Linked DNA regions of Arabidopsis thaliana: region 2 is linked to region 1. A link is a contact called in public targeted proximity ligation data. All regions are on one chromosome and are shown on one strand. The core of a region is the stretch at or near the end of the contact, and the rest is flanking DNA. Distances in the headings are between cores, read along the strand shown. Region 1 holds the start of DJ1F (Class I glutamine amidotransferase-like superfamily protein). Region 2 holds the start of AT3G54680 (proteophosphoglycan-like protein).

Region 1 (3,899 bases), core at 708-3,207:
CAGCAACCTTCACAGCCACCTTTGTCCCATAACTACTTGCACATCTCTTCTTCTGCAATGTAATAATATAGCATGCCACAATGGGAATTAGATGAGTTATAACAAGCTGGCAAAAATTATAATCTATGCTAAGGAAGTGGTGCCATAAATGTGATGAATTATATCTTACTAACCTTCAACAATATGCTGGAATAATATTAGTCATAACCATAACCATAGGAGATTCCTATGTGCTTAGAGCAACTTATCTTGACATTTTTGTTTCGTTTAAATTAAAATATGGTTTGGTTCGGCTTCAGTTTTAACTTTTAAGTCTTTAGAATAGTAAAACGAATTTTTGTAAAACGGTGTATATTACCTTAAGGGCGCCTGTGGCGGCAAGTAGCCAATTTCCCATTCCAATGGCAGCAACAAACTTGCCTTTCTCAACAAACTTTCTGACCAATTCGACGGCCTTGGGGTTCATCACCAAGAGCTCCGGAGATCTTCCTCCGGGAACCACAATGCAGTCGTAATCATCCACAGAGACATCATCCCACGCAACGGTCACATAGAAGTTGTGACCAAACTTCTCAGTAGGAAGTTGCCGTCCGTCTTCAAGGTCGTGTACGATTGTAGCGCATTTCTCACCTCTCTTCTTGGTTGGCGTCACTGCATCCACTTTACATCCCAAAGCTTGAAACGCTTTAAATGGTACGTTGATACTATAATCTTCAACACAATCCTAAATATACCAAAATTACGTATTAGTCAGACCATTTTTTTAATTCCAATATATAAAGTCTAAAAGAGAGTCTTATGAAAATAAGCTACTTACCCCAATCAAGAAAAGCAAAGAAGTCTGATGATTCTCTTTAGAGCTAGAAATCTTGGAGCCAAGTGATTCTAACAAAACTTTGAGACTATGGCCAAGCGTTGGCCACCCCATAGTGGACATGAAACTGCCGTCCTTGACACAATCAGTGATTTCGAAAAGGGTCTGGACTCCAGGCTGTTGCCACCATGCGCCGCCGGAGAGCTCGATAAACGGTTTCATGCTTTCGAACGCCGTGCACTTCATTCCACCGGTGAGCAGACCTGCCGCCGCAAGAAACAGCTGGCTGTGGCAGCTCGTGAAGATGAGCTTCTTGAGTTCGGCGAATCTAGCAACAAGACTCACGCATTTCTCGTCGGCGCTCAAAAGTTCCGTGAAACGTCCACCGGGAATGATGATGGCGTCGTATTGGTCGGGGATGACGCCATCGAAGTTAGCGTTTAGTGTTAGATGGTCAACCACCAGTTCGGTGTATATCTGTAAAAAGGTAAAAGTCAAATTGAAACTCTTCTTTTTTACTGTTAAGAGTAGGCCCATGCATTTTGGGTTGAGACCACCCAATTATCTAAACTTTTTGGATAAAGATAATAAAGGGGAAAGTCCACCCAATTATGAGCATTTGATCGCATTGTTTTACTAAATATGCAAAGAACGATTGCAAGGGAAAAAAACTGAAATGAAGAAAAAGTGAAAGATTCGAGAAATGCCTCGAGGCCAAGGAGATCGTGAGCGGCCATGACGCACTTGTCGCCAGTTTTGCGACCAGGAGAAACGCAGTGGACGCTAACACCAAACGCTTGGAGGACGTAGAGAGGTACTATAGTCTCGTAGGCTTCCATGAACTCTCCGCATAACATCAAAACCGATTTCTGAGCCATTGATCCCATTGTTTTTTCTTAAGACAAGCACACACAACTAGTGTGTATATATATGAGTTCAAATTATCACAGTGTACTTTTTTTTTCTCCAATAAAAAAAGAGATAAGGTTATATATATAAGTGGATACGTTGCTCTATTTGGAGATTATTAAAAAATAATTTATAGAAAACTACAACAATTTCTATTTCGTTCAAAAAATATAAAGTGGTTTAGTTCGCGATTAGACTAGTTTGCTACGTCTACTCTCACCATTTAAAATTGAAGAGAGTTAAAATAAACACGTGTTAATTGCAAATTCCCTACGCACACCAACCTCTCACCTACTTGACATCTTCTTATGCATAACCCGGGAAGCCAAATAAAAACGGTAAGGCCAGATTAAGTGGGGATGACAAAGAAGTAATTGTAAAAAAAGTTTGTTGCCTCAGAGCCAGCAAAATAAAAAAACGTATTAAGATTTGTTTTCTTAACAAAATTAAAATTGAAAACAAATCTTAAACAATTAATGAAGAAAAGTAAATTACAAGGCTTGCATTTTATGTAAATGGCAGAGTGCATGCAGCAATGAAACTACTTTATTAAAACAATAAAACTTAATATATTCTTAGTTAATTTATATATACATTTCTTCTATTTTTAAAAAAAAATACAGTGTACTCCAAACTTTATCAGAATGGTCGAAAATAATCAATTACCATATGATTAAAAGAACATATAGAATTTGGAAACATTAATCAAAAAAATTATTTTAAGCATATTGTTGGATTTCTTTAAATTGAACGGTAAAAATATTCAACATAGTAAATGATAAATGTGACATGTAGTGATTTTATGTTTTATAGCTTCTCTAATTCTCTCTTATCTTGTTTAGTTCTTTGTGTCACAAGAGACATGCAACGGAAATGATGTAACTCTATAGTCTATGAGTTGGGTTGGGTCGATTAGCCTCATGGACTGCTAAAACCATTCGAAAGCAGACATTTACACTTATTGCATAACGCTTCAAGGTAATTGGAGGGAGACCGGTTTTCAATGTCAAAATGGTCGAATCACCAATCCAGCCATCATGATTCCACAAGTGTGTAACAGTCAAAACATATATATAAGAGTTACTAACGTAGAAACCTTATCATAAATAAAAAAAAGAGGGGAAAATGGTAGTATTCATGGTATAATTAGTAGCCTGCTTATGGATTGAAATTCTACCCTAAGAAGATTTATTAATTGTAGTGCGCTTGCGACATATAAAAATATAGAATTCAAAAACCTAATCATATCATATGCTAACATATTTGTGAGCGTTGAACATCTTGCAGCTTGGAAACAAGCTTCCCTAAAAGAAGAGTCCATAATTTCTGTCACACCTCCAACGTTTAATCTAGATCCCCCTATCTTGATCTCTGTTTAATGCGCCTTGGCATGAAGATGGCTCTGAGCGGATATAGTTGGGTTCTAGTGAAACAAAACTTAGTTCTTCATCAAGGTCTCAGAAGTAGCCGTCGGAGTTTATTGTCGCTCCATGCAGAATTTGATTATCTGTTATGGGCAATGGAATTAATGCATGATCTCTACCGGCAAGATGTTTGGTATTTTCGCTTCCGATTGTGCAAACTTGATTTCTATCCTCGAGAACCAAGACAAGTGACCGCTTTTTATAGCATAATTACCTCTTATCGTTCCTTGGTTGTTTCTTCTTCTTATTTTTATATTAGATTTCTTTTTGTTTAGCTAAGAAAGTTCGGGCTCGCGAAAGTTTTGGAATTTGGATCTATAATCTTCTTCTATATCCGGAGCTAGTCTTTAGTCCATTTTCATTTAAAGAATATTTCTCTGTTTCTAAACAGAATTGAACCCGGTGTACAAAGAAACCAATTCCCTTGTACTACCACTAGACAACCACTCTTTTAGTTCTTTGGTTTATTGAATTTAATCGTAAGGGACAAAAATATTTCGGAAAAATAAAGATATAAAATCTTGAATTAGCTATTTCATGTTTTAAACTTTCACCTTTTTTTTTCCCTTTTGTGGTTGGATGTAATGGTTCGATTAGAGTTCCTTTTTAATTCCTTTTATATCAATGAAAATCTTTTAATAAAAATAATGCGATAGAATATAGTTGTGGAGTAAAATGTAGTTCTTGTCTTCTTGATATCTTTGGGAATTGTCGTCTCATAATTGTTTTTTAGTTTGAGTTTTCTTTTTTAA
Region 2 (3,899 bases), core at 744-3,243, 33 kb before region 1:
AAATAACGTATTGGTCTTCAAACCAATGGCCACAAAATCCTTCCCAATATGTTCTCAGTCCTCAATTAGTCAATTATAGTCACCTTTTGTCTTTTACAAGTGGATCTCTCCCAAAAAAGTATGTACATATTTTCCATTTTGCTTATTTTGTCTATATTTTTGCTATTGTTAGTTAGATTTTCTTGCAATTGCAAATGGTGAAATAAACAAAAGTGGAAATTTCTTTTGCTGAAACATACATCCAGAAACAAATGTTTTTCTTATAAACCAAATGGTAATAGAATCTATAGATTAATACCTAAACAACACGTGCTATAACAGAATTATAGTTACATAAACAAAGTTTTTGAAACATGAGTGAGACAAGTAAGAGAACAAGTGTTATTTGTGTCATAGTATCACCCAGCCTGATCCCAAAACAACATTCTTCTACAAATCTACTGAATCTTGGGGGTTGGTCTTTGATAATCTCTGGTTTGATCAAAAGAAGTGAGAAATGACAAGTCACTGTTTTCAACGTTCAGAAGTAAGTAAAGTTCCACCTCCATCATCGAGTGAGTTAACTAGGCATCATCCCAGCAAGCTCATCTGCACAGACAAATGAACTTTAGTTACAACTTCCCCCAGAAAATTATACAGAATAGAGTTGAGATGAGCAATGAACAGATATGATTCCATCATATAATATATATAGCTTTAAGTACACAACCTTGGATCAAACACACAAAAAAAGAGTAAAGGACAAACAAGAGTAGCTTCTCCACACAAAAAACACCTTCATATTACTTTCTCATCTCAAAATCGAATCCACGTGAAGATGACATTCTCTATGGTCAAACGAATCCTAATGTTCAGACACATGGTGGATTCGGCTCCCATGACTACTTCTTCAGCAAAAATCCAAACAACCAGAATAATCTCATTTCCAATTTTACTTAATTATCAGCATGAAAGGCAAAAACTATCAATAACGTAGAATAAATCTCAAGATAATTCCGTTGAGGCAGAGCTAAGAAGCCTAGACACTCTCTAGTAATGCTAGAACAACGATTATTACGAGAGGGATGAACATACCATCCGGAGGTGCCGGGTCGGTTTCCGGTTATTCTCGGATCCGTACGGATCCTCTCATACCCGCCCGATTTGGGCCGTCCGGGCTGTCCATAACCGAAATATTCCTGCCGTGGCTGTTCCTGGTTAGGCAATCTCTGATTCAGATTCGGATTCGGATCTCTAACTCGAGAAGAGTTGAGTCCAGGTTTCTCGTCTTTCCGAACAAAACCTGGCCTAAGATGCGGCGGCACGAACCGATCAGGTTTCGGGGACAATGAAACCGGAGTTGGAGCATTTACCTCCGGAGCCTTGTTGATTTCAGGAGTCCGAATTGGAAAAGAAAGCGAGGAACTAGATCCTGTATGACCTAAGGGACGAAGAGAGATCTGACTCGGATCTGGATCAGAGATGGCTTGATTTGAAGGAATCCTCGGAGCTGTAGAGATAGGAGGTGCGGTCGTAGTGGTGGTGGGAGCAGCGGAGGGAGATCTTAGAGGTTTGGGGGAAGATTTGGTGAGGACGAGCATACGGCCATTGGAACGAGCGACGGAGGAATAAGAAGCAGAGGAGGAAGATGAAGAAGATGAAGGAGGATCTTTGTGAAGGATGTGGTTGAAGTTGATAGAGGTGTATTTGTTGTTGGCTCTTGCCGCCATTCAATTTTCTTTCTTCTTATTCTTATTCTTCTTCGTCTTCTCTCGCTGTAGCTATAAGTTTCTAAGGTTAGACGGACGAAGAAGAACTAAAGAATCAATGAATTGATGAATCTCTGGTTTTCTCGTTTTCTGTTTTTTTTATTTTCTCTCTCTCTGCTTCCTCTCCCACCGTTGGTTTCTTTATTTTTTTTAAAAGGTACTTACTTTAATGATTACGAAAGAGGACAAGAGAAAAGGAAGACGCAAGTGATGTCAGTAGTAGGCATATGACACGTAACCCTCGAATTATAATATAGAAAATAAGAAGAATATGAGTTAAGGACAAATTCTGAAGCTCTGTTGGATCTTATCCGTTAATATATAGGATTACGGAATTTTAAGACTAAATTCTGAAAAGTCAAACCTTTTGGATTCAAGCTTTTTGTGGGTTAAATCATTCATTGTTGTGTCGTTCTAATTTAAAGCTTTTTTGAAAGTCGATTGGGACGACAAAAATGGCTTTTGAAGATTTGATTTCTAGTCCGACGAATTAAAGAAACATTTGTCTTTACTTCTACTTTGACAACATGTCTCCAAAAACTATTATCAAAACATAAAACGTCAATCAGATGCAGCTAAAATCACGAGTTTCTTATAGTATCACATAAGAAAAGGTTCCATAGGTTCTCTACAGTGTCAGAACTTATAAGGTCCTATGCCAAATCAAATCGCAAATAAAGCACCTTACCACTGTGAAATACCTTTTAACATTGTGACACAAAAATTACAAACCTAACAATCAAACATCATTCAGTACTTGCTATACTTACAAAGTTAGGGTTCTTATACTTACCTAAACCCTAATCCCCCGAGGGTTGTTGAACCAATCACGATTCTTGGTAGTTCCTAAGGTCAAATGACATTGTACTTGAGCAACTGCAGCCAAAAATACATCTCCAACGAGTTCTCAGATATTATGCCAATAAAATAGACGCATGTACAAAAGATTTATGTGGATATTCTGCTTACCTCCTCTCGGTGTCTCTGTAAACTCCAACCAGAGCCTCCGCCTTGTCATAGAAGCTGTCCTTGAGAGATATTACAATGCTTTGGAAGCCATTCCCATCCTCTGCATCCTGATTGTCACGTGCGGCTTGGCATGACTTGCTACGAATGAATTTAGCAACTTTTGCCACGTTTAGATTATCAAGCGCAGCATCCACTTCATCAAGTATGAAAAAGGGTGAAGGCCTATAGCTGAAAAATGGAAAGGTAATCAACACCACAAACTTCATCAAATCCTCATAACAACTGACCATGGAAACTTCTTTTGCAGAACAACCATGCTATATTTACACGAGAGCGTAGGCCAAATTTCAGATCGTAAAGAAACAAAAAGCGATTTTGAAGATGGGTATTTTACTAGGAACAGAAAACCTAAGACGATGCCAGACTGGTAAAACCAATGCTAAGGAGTCAAACAAATCTGATGGTTCCAGACACAAATAACAAATTTCATCTGGCAAGATCACCATCTTCTAGTCCAATTTCAAAGAGTGAAACTAAACACCACAGATAAATCAATATGAACCTACAAAATCACTTTTAACATTGAAACAAATGGGATATCTAGGTCGTTGAGGATACCTATGTATGGAGAAGAGCAACGCCAAGGCCGCAACTGTTTTCTCTCCTCCAGAGAGCTGTTCCATGTCACGAAATCGCTTTGTTGGGGGCATTGTAGTATACTTTATACCATGTAGAAACGGATCATCCTCATTTTCTAGGTTTAGATAAGCAGTCCCACCCAGTGGGTGCGTATTACTCTTGGTTAGTTGCTTATAGATCTTGTCAATGTTGCTAGCAATGTGGTTGAAAGCTTCCATAAATAGCTCATACCTGCACAACAATTTGAAATGAGCAGAAAAAACTATAATGGAATATATTAGTTGGGAAAAAACTGAATATGTTCTTTGTACATGTGCATGTGTGTGCATTGTATCCAAACAGTAACTTTGACAGGTAATTTCCCCAGAACTAGAATCTTCAGACTTTTACTTGTTCGGTATTTGGTTTCACCATAATACCATATAGTCGTTGATATTTGGTAACAATTGTCTTCAAAGCTCTAGATATCATTTCACAAGAGAAATTTCGAGTTACCTCTTCTGCTTAACAGTATTAAAGGCATCCGCTACTTGCTTCTCCTCT

The links.
Region 2: a targeted proximity ligation map of shoot shows a contact between it and region 1, with 12 read pairs. A contact is called at or near these places in 3 of 26 Hi-C or Micro-C datasets (root, shoot and vegetative nucleus) and 1 of 2 datasets of targeted methods (shoot).

What each region holds. Positions count from the first base shown.
Region 1 is chr3:20,208,850-20,212,748 of TAIR10.1, reverse strand. DJ1F (Class I glutamine amidotransferase-like superfamily protein) reads right to left here and starts at 1,957. Exons shown (of 4, transcript NM_115317.6): 1 at 1,522-1,957; 2 at 818-1,291; 3 at 359-724; 4 at 1-52. The coding sequence starts at 1,701.
Region 2 is chr3:20,242,378-20,246,276 of TAIR10.1, reverse strand. It overlaps AT3G54680 (proteophosphoglycan-like protein), which reads right to left and starts at 1,993. Exons shown (of 2, transcript NM_115325.5): 1 at 1,075-1,993; 2 at 197-588. The coding sequence starts at 1,709. The coding sequence ends at 588. It overlaps TTN8 (Structural maintenance of chromosomes (SMC) family protein), which reads right to left. Exons shown (of 18, transcript NM_001339686.1): 15 at 3,852-3,899; 16 at 3,336-3,587; 17 at 2,718-2,945; 18 at 2,231-2,624. The coding sequence ends at 2,576.